2 separate regions of the Arabidopsis thaliana genome follow, and region 2 is linked to region 1. The links are chromatin contacts, called in public ChIA-PET maps. All regions are on one chromosome and are shown on one strand. The core of a region is the stretch at or near the end of the contact, and the rest is flanking DNA. Distances in the headings are between cores, read along the strand shown. Region 1 holds the start of NPH4 (Transcriptional factor B3 family protein / auxin-responsive factor AUX/IAA-like protein). Region 2 holds the start of AT5G20840 (Phosphoinositide phosphatase family protein).

Region 1 (2,823 bases), core at 165-2,664:
TCACTTTGTAATAAGAAAACTATTAACATTTTTCTTTTTCTTTTTTTAAACGTTAGCTAGGCCTCAAAGTTTCACAAAAAAAAAAGAAAAAAAAAAGCTAGGCGTCGAAATCCATAACTTCAAAAGGCCTTCTTACATTCATCCAATCTCCAAACTTCTGTCTTCACGCATTTATTGCTCAGGGACATCATGTCGCTACTCACTGCCACTTATTTGAATTGACATCCATTCATTCCATACATATATATTACCTTCACTTAAAGTTGTAAGTATATAGAATTTTAAGCATTCCTGCCAAATAAGTTTTGGATCGAACCTAAACTAACAAAGAGGTTACTGTTTTGTAACTTTCTTTTTTGATGTGGGGTCATTCAAAGGGTTTACATGCATTTTACAATGGTCTGTGATGAATATGGAGGTTCAGTCTTTGGTAGATAAAACTTGTTATGTGGCCTTAAACCAAATAGATTGTAGTTTGTACAATGACATATTTATGGTTATATTCGGTTTTCCAATATGTTTAGGAATATATATCACCGTTTTTTTTTGGGTAGACATTTTAACGATTATAGAGGAAAATTTTGAATGATGGCTGTACTGGGAAAAGAGTGTAAGTTGTGATCATCATATGTAATTTTATTTTGTGTGACATTATAACACTTCTTCCAAAAGACAAAAGTTTAGGTTAATTAATATAAGAAACCAATAAAGAATCATGAACAAAGAGAGAACTTCTATCATTTTTGATATGAAATCGTCCGTTAAAATATTGTTCTTTGTGATCGCATATGCTGTATGTACTTAGATTTGATCAATTAATCAACATTTACAACAAAATAAGATCAATTGTTTATAATGATGATCTAAGCGAATTTAGATTTGTTTGTTATTATAGAACTCATTACTAAACATTTAAGTTCCATTCTCGTTTAAAACATGAACGCTAGTTTATGAAACTCAGAACCAACCATGTAAAACTCCACAAAATTTCTAGTAAAATGCTTTTGTTCAAAATAATGAAAATCATAAAATTTTTTGATGAATTATGAATCCTAAAATCTATCTGAATTAAATATAGTTAACTACAAAAGAAATTGCCAAACATATATGTACGCACTTTGATCAAATAACTAGCTAGTCAGCTTAGTTTGTTTTTTTCAATACATCCCCTATAAATCTATGTTATCCCTAATCAAGTATTACAATAAATGATACAGTAATAATAACCTTAATGAAAAAAACTTATCAAATTATCAGAGATAAGGAAAAAGAAAACACTAATAAAGTTGTTTTTTTGTGTGTCAAAGTTAAAATTTTAGAGGACAATAATAACATTAAGAAATTAAATCGTGGCCAGTTTGCTAGTGAATATGTCGGCTTCATGAGCATAACTAAATAGGTATAAAAAAATAAAAATATCGGAAAAAGAAAAGAGAAGGAAAAAAAAAGGAGAGGAAGAAGAAAAAGCTGTTCCTGTGCTTTAGCAGACCTTTTGGTAGTTGTCCTGGTCGCTGATCATCCCTTTCCGACAACTCTGTTGCTCTTTCTCTCACGTTTGAGTCTTAATCTTCGATTGTCCTTGGTCATCCTTAAGTTTTGTTTTTCTCTTTCGATTCATTTTCCAGATTTCTTTTTATAGAAACCCGTCTCTTTGATTTGATTCCCCCCAAGAAAGGAAAGCAAAACAAAGAAGAGCAGCTGAATCAAGTAACTTTGTGGGTGTTTTTGAATTATCTGACTCGAGATAAAGAGCTTCGTTAAAAACGGAATCTTTTTTAAGGTCGTATGCTTTGTTTGTCTCTCCGGAGATTCCGCGTGTGAAAAGTCGTGGTTTTTGATCTCTTTGAGATACTTAAAATTTCCGAGAAATTGGCGGCTCTGTCGGAGATAAAAAGCTGAGATCTTGGAGTTCCCCATTTCTGATTAACGATTCTCTCTGCTGTTACTTGAGCTAGGAAGCTATTAACAACTTGAGTGAAAGTTTAGGGCTTTTGATGAAGCTCTCACGCAAAGAGCTTAGCTTTGTATAAGCTCAGATTCAGATTATTTATTGGGTTTATTCTTCAGAGAAAGTAAAGTTGAGTGATCATGAAAGCTCCTTCATCAAATGGAGTTTCTCCTAATCCTGTTGAAGGTTTGTGTGTTTCTCGTATCTGATAAATGTCAATCCTTTAGTAGAAGAAATTCATTGCTGGATTTGAATAGATTCAAGTTTTAAGTAGAAGAGGTCACACATTTCTTCAGAATTGCTGGATTTGAGAACCTGAATTGAATTGGTTTCGGTCATTTTCTGCTTAGAGAGTAAGCTAAGTTACTATTGTATTGGTTTATAAAGACTGTGGCTTTTAGTTGGTTTAGAGCAGTTCTCTCCTATCTTGTTGGTTTGATAATAGTAACTGAATGAAGATCCTAGAGATTTTAAGTAATCACAGCTTTGATGTTGTGTGAATGCAGGAGAAAGGAGAAATATAAACTCAGAGCTATGGCACGCTTGTGCTGGGCCATTGATTTCGTTGCCTCCAGCAGGAAGTCTTGTTGTTTACTTCCCTCAAGGTCACAGTGAGCAAGTATGTTGTTCAATAAAGTTTGGTATCATTCGCGGCTGATCAAGAATGAGTCGCTGATTGGAAATTTCATGTGGTTGCTATTTATTTTTCTGTTTCTTAGGTCGCGGCTTCAATGCAGAAGCAGACTGATTTCATACCAAGTTACCCGAATCTTCCTTCCAAGCTCATATGCATGCTCCACAATGTTACACTGAATGTATGGTATCTTTTAAATATCTATAATGGCCTCTTAGGCTAGTTGTTTTAACATTTTTTG
Region 2 (2,823 bases), core at 217-2,716, 47 kb before region 1:
GAAGCTCGATTTCAAATATCTACAGAAGGTGTAACAGATTGCAAGGATTGATGTTTTTGGCCACAACAATGCCTTGCTTCTCTCTGCCTTATGTGCTTTTTTTTAGCAACCCCTTCACTTGTATTGATGTCAAAAAACCGTTTTCTTTTGTTTTTGTTTTTAACTGTTGATCATAGTGTAAGCGTACAAGTAAGTGATGATGGAGCAAAAGAGCTTTGTAAGTAAAGTTTTTCGGGTAATGAACCTTTTGTGTTTCACAAACGCACACAGCCTCGTGGTTTATACAACACTACTAAATTTTAACCCACGGTATACCGCGGAGACAATTTATTTTTTAAAGTTACTATATATAAAAGTTTGCAAATTATATTTATCGTAAAAATATTTTTATTTTATAGTTTACGATTGTTATTAAGTAACGTCCCGCCAATCCGTCCCGTAAAAAAAACTCACTGATTTTATTTATGATATGTTTATGAATCATTGTCTAAATATTTTTTAATTTTGTAGTAATTAAATGCTATCTAATATCTCTGCGGTTTGATGATTATAATCGAATTATTATAGTCATGTAGAAAAACAATATCAAAATGATAATTTTGTAGTAATTAAATGATATTAAATATTTCGGAAGTTTTATTTTAATAACTAATCGTGTAGTTAATGTGAAGAGATTTTGGGAAGATTGTCAAATATTTAATTCAAAGATTTTCTTTCTAATTATCAAAAACAATTATTAAATGCCAGTGGCAGCCACTGTAAATAAATTCCAACTCTAGGATTTATTTCACAAAGTGGCTGCAAAAATGTATATATAGATATATTACTTAGTGAACAATCAAATATTAACTAACCATTACTTACAATTAGAATGTCTTATGGTTTATCATGTTTTTTATATACTAATAGGCATTTAATCACATTTCTTTTTATTTAACAACGAAAAATCCATATTATTACAATTTTAAAACATAAAAGCATCACCATCTCCAATGGTTTAATTAGTAATTGTGATTCACATATTGTGATTCTATAAACTCACAAATTGTGATTCGATAGAAGTCTAATTATTATAATAAAAATTGTCATAAGAACACTAAAATAGTTTATCATGTTTTTGTCATACTTTCTCAGATAATTTTCATTTTTTCTGTTGTTGACATCACCATCTCCAATATTCAAAACATGATTTGTTTGTACCTTTTTAGTATTAACAAAACTTTTGTTAGAATGACTCATCCTCTACATATATAAAAAAAAATCATTAGTATTTTTGTATCAAGTCTACAAATGATTTTCATTTACTTTATTCTTTTTTTTTACCAAACACATTTAGTTCTATATACTATTTATTCTTATTAACTAAAGTTACTCAGAATTATAGGTGTAACTGGAAAACTGGATAAAGAGAGAAAGAGAGAGAGTACATAACATAAGTCCTCGAAAGTGCAGCTATTCCATTAGCGGCCAGACAGCTGTTAGTATATATTGCTTCGTCACGGGCTCTTTTTTTTTCTTTTTAATTTAAAGATCCCTTAAAAAAATCTTTTTTGTTTTAAAGAAGAGAGAAATTGTGGTTTTGTTGCGTCGTCGTCGTCGTCTCTCTCTCTCTCTCTTCCCCGATCCAATCTTCTCCTTTGTCTCTCGACACAAACAAAGGAAACAGCTGAGAAAACTATTATCATCATCATCATCTCTCTCTATATCATAAACCCTTCTTTTTCTCTCTATCCTCTTCTTCTTCTTCCTCATATATACTTGTCTTCTTTTTTCAAATTTTACCAATTCGTAATCTCATCTTCTGTTTCATCTGCGAATCTGAGCTTCCTTCTTCGTTTCTTTGGAGCTTCTGGACTCGTGATCGGGTCTCTCTACTTGCTTACCTCTTTTCTCTTTCTATTAGTCTCTCGCATTTGTTCTCGATTCGATTGCAGCAGAAGAAACAATCACTACTGTTTGTTTTCGTCGGTTCTGGAAGATTTTTCTGGGGCTGCTTGATTGTTTTTGCAAGTCCATGGTTTAAATCTCGGGAGCAAGAGATTCGTGTTTTGCTTCAAACCCAACGATACGTGGTCAAAGTTTTAGAGTATCTTTGATTGAATTGCGTCTGAATTGAATTCGACATTTTATTTCGATTTTGAATATTGGTGAATGCTCCGGCGAGATTATTCTCTCAGCCCATCGGCTTGGGCTTAGATCTGTAAATCAAAAGGAACCAATAATTGAGAAATCAGCTATGACCTCATCGCCATCAGTGGAGAATGGCGGCTCAGGCTCCTCTGGATCATCTGCTCTTTTAGGCTGTATGCAACAATTCAAGCTCTTCGAGACTCAAGCGGTATTTTAAAACTTCCACTTTTGAGTATTTTCACTGCCATTTGATTGCTTTTTCTTGTCTCATGAATCAGCTATGAGATCTGTTTTCGTGTTGTACTATTGTTTCACTATAGATATTTGTAACTAACATGATGATATATATTTCAGAATTTCTATATGATTGGTTGGAACGGTAGTGGAGTATATAGAATACTTAAGATAGACCGGCTCGAAGCATCTGAGCTTAATCTCAGAGAGGATTCGACTGCGTATACCAAAAAAGAATGCTACGAGTTGCTTAAACGGATACACGAAGGAAACAAGGCGACTGGTGGACTGAAACTTGTCACTGTTTGTTATGGAATCATTGGTATGTGTTTTTCTCTCAAGTTTATGTTTACAGAAGAGTAGTAGATGGTTTTACTTTACAGATTTGTTCTCACAATTTGTTATTTTTTTTGGCATTTGCTCTCAGGGTTCATTAAGTTTTTGGGACCATATTACATG

Evidence for each region. ChIA-PET counts read pairs in DNA pulled down with a chosen protein or histone mark.
Region 2: a contact with region 1 is called in an H3K4me3 ChIA-PET map of shoot, with 10 read pairs. The contact joins the promoter of AT5G20840 here to the promoter of NPH4 in region 1. A contact is called at or near these places in 7 of 26 Hi-C or Micro-C datasets (cotyledon, leaf, root and 3 more), 1 of 2 datasets of contacts at active chromatin or transcription factors (shoot) and 1 of 3 other capture datasets (seedling).

What each region holds. Positions count from the first base shown.
Region 1 is chr5:7,020,770-7,023,592 of TAIR10.1, reverse strand. NPH4 (Transcriptional factor B3 family protein / auxin-responsive factor AUX/IAA-like protein) reads left to right here and starts at 1,414. Exons shown (of 13, transcript NM_180716.3): 1 at 1,414-2,134; 2 at 2,455-2,567; 3 at 2,668-2,763. The coding sequence starts at 2,089. AT5G03205 (a long non-coding RNA gene) reads left to right here. Exons shown (of 1, transcript NR_142668.1): 1 at 1-149.
Region 2 is chr5:7,067,986-7,070,808 of TAIR10.1, reverse strand. It overlaps AT5G20840 (Phosphoinositide phosphatase family protein), which reads left to right and starts at 1,466. Exons shown (of 16, transcript NM_122091.3): 1 at 1,466-2,338; 2 at 2,485-2,686; 3 at 2,792-2,823. The coding sequence starts at 2,237. It overlaps RAD51 (RAS associated with diabetes protein 51), which reads left to right. Exons shown (of 9, transcript NM_122092.3): 9 at 1-318. The coding sequence ends at 51.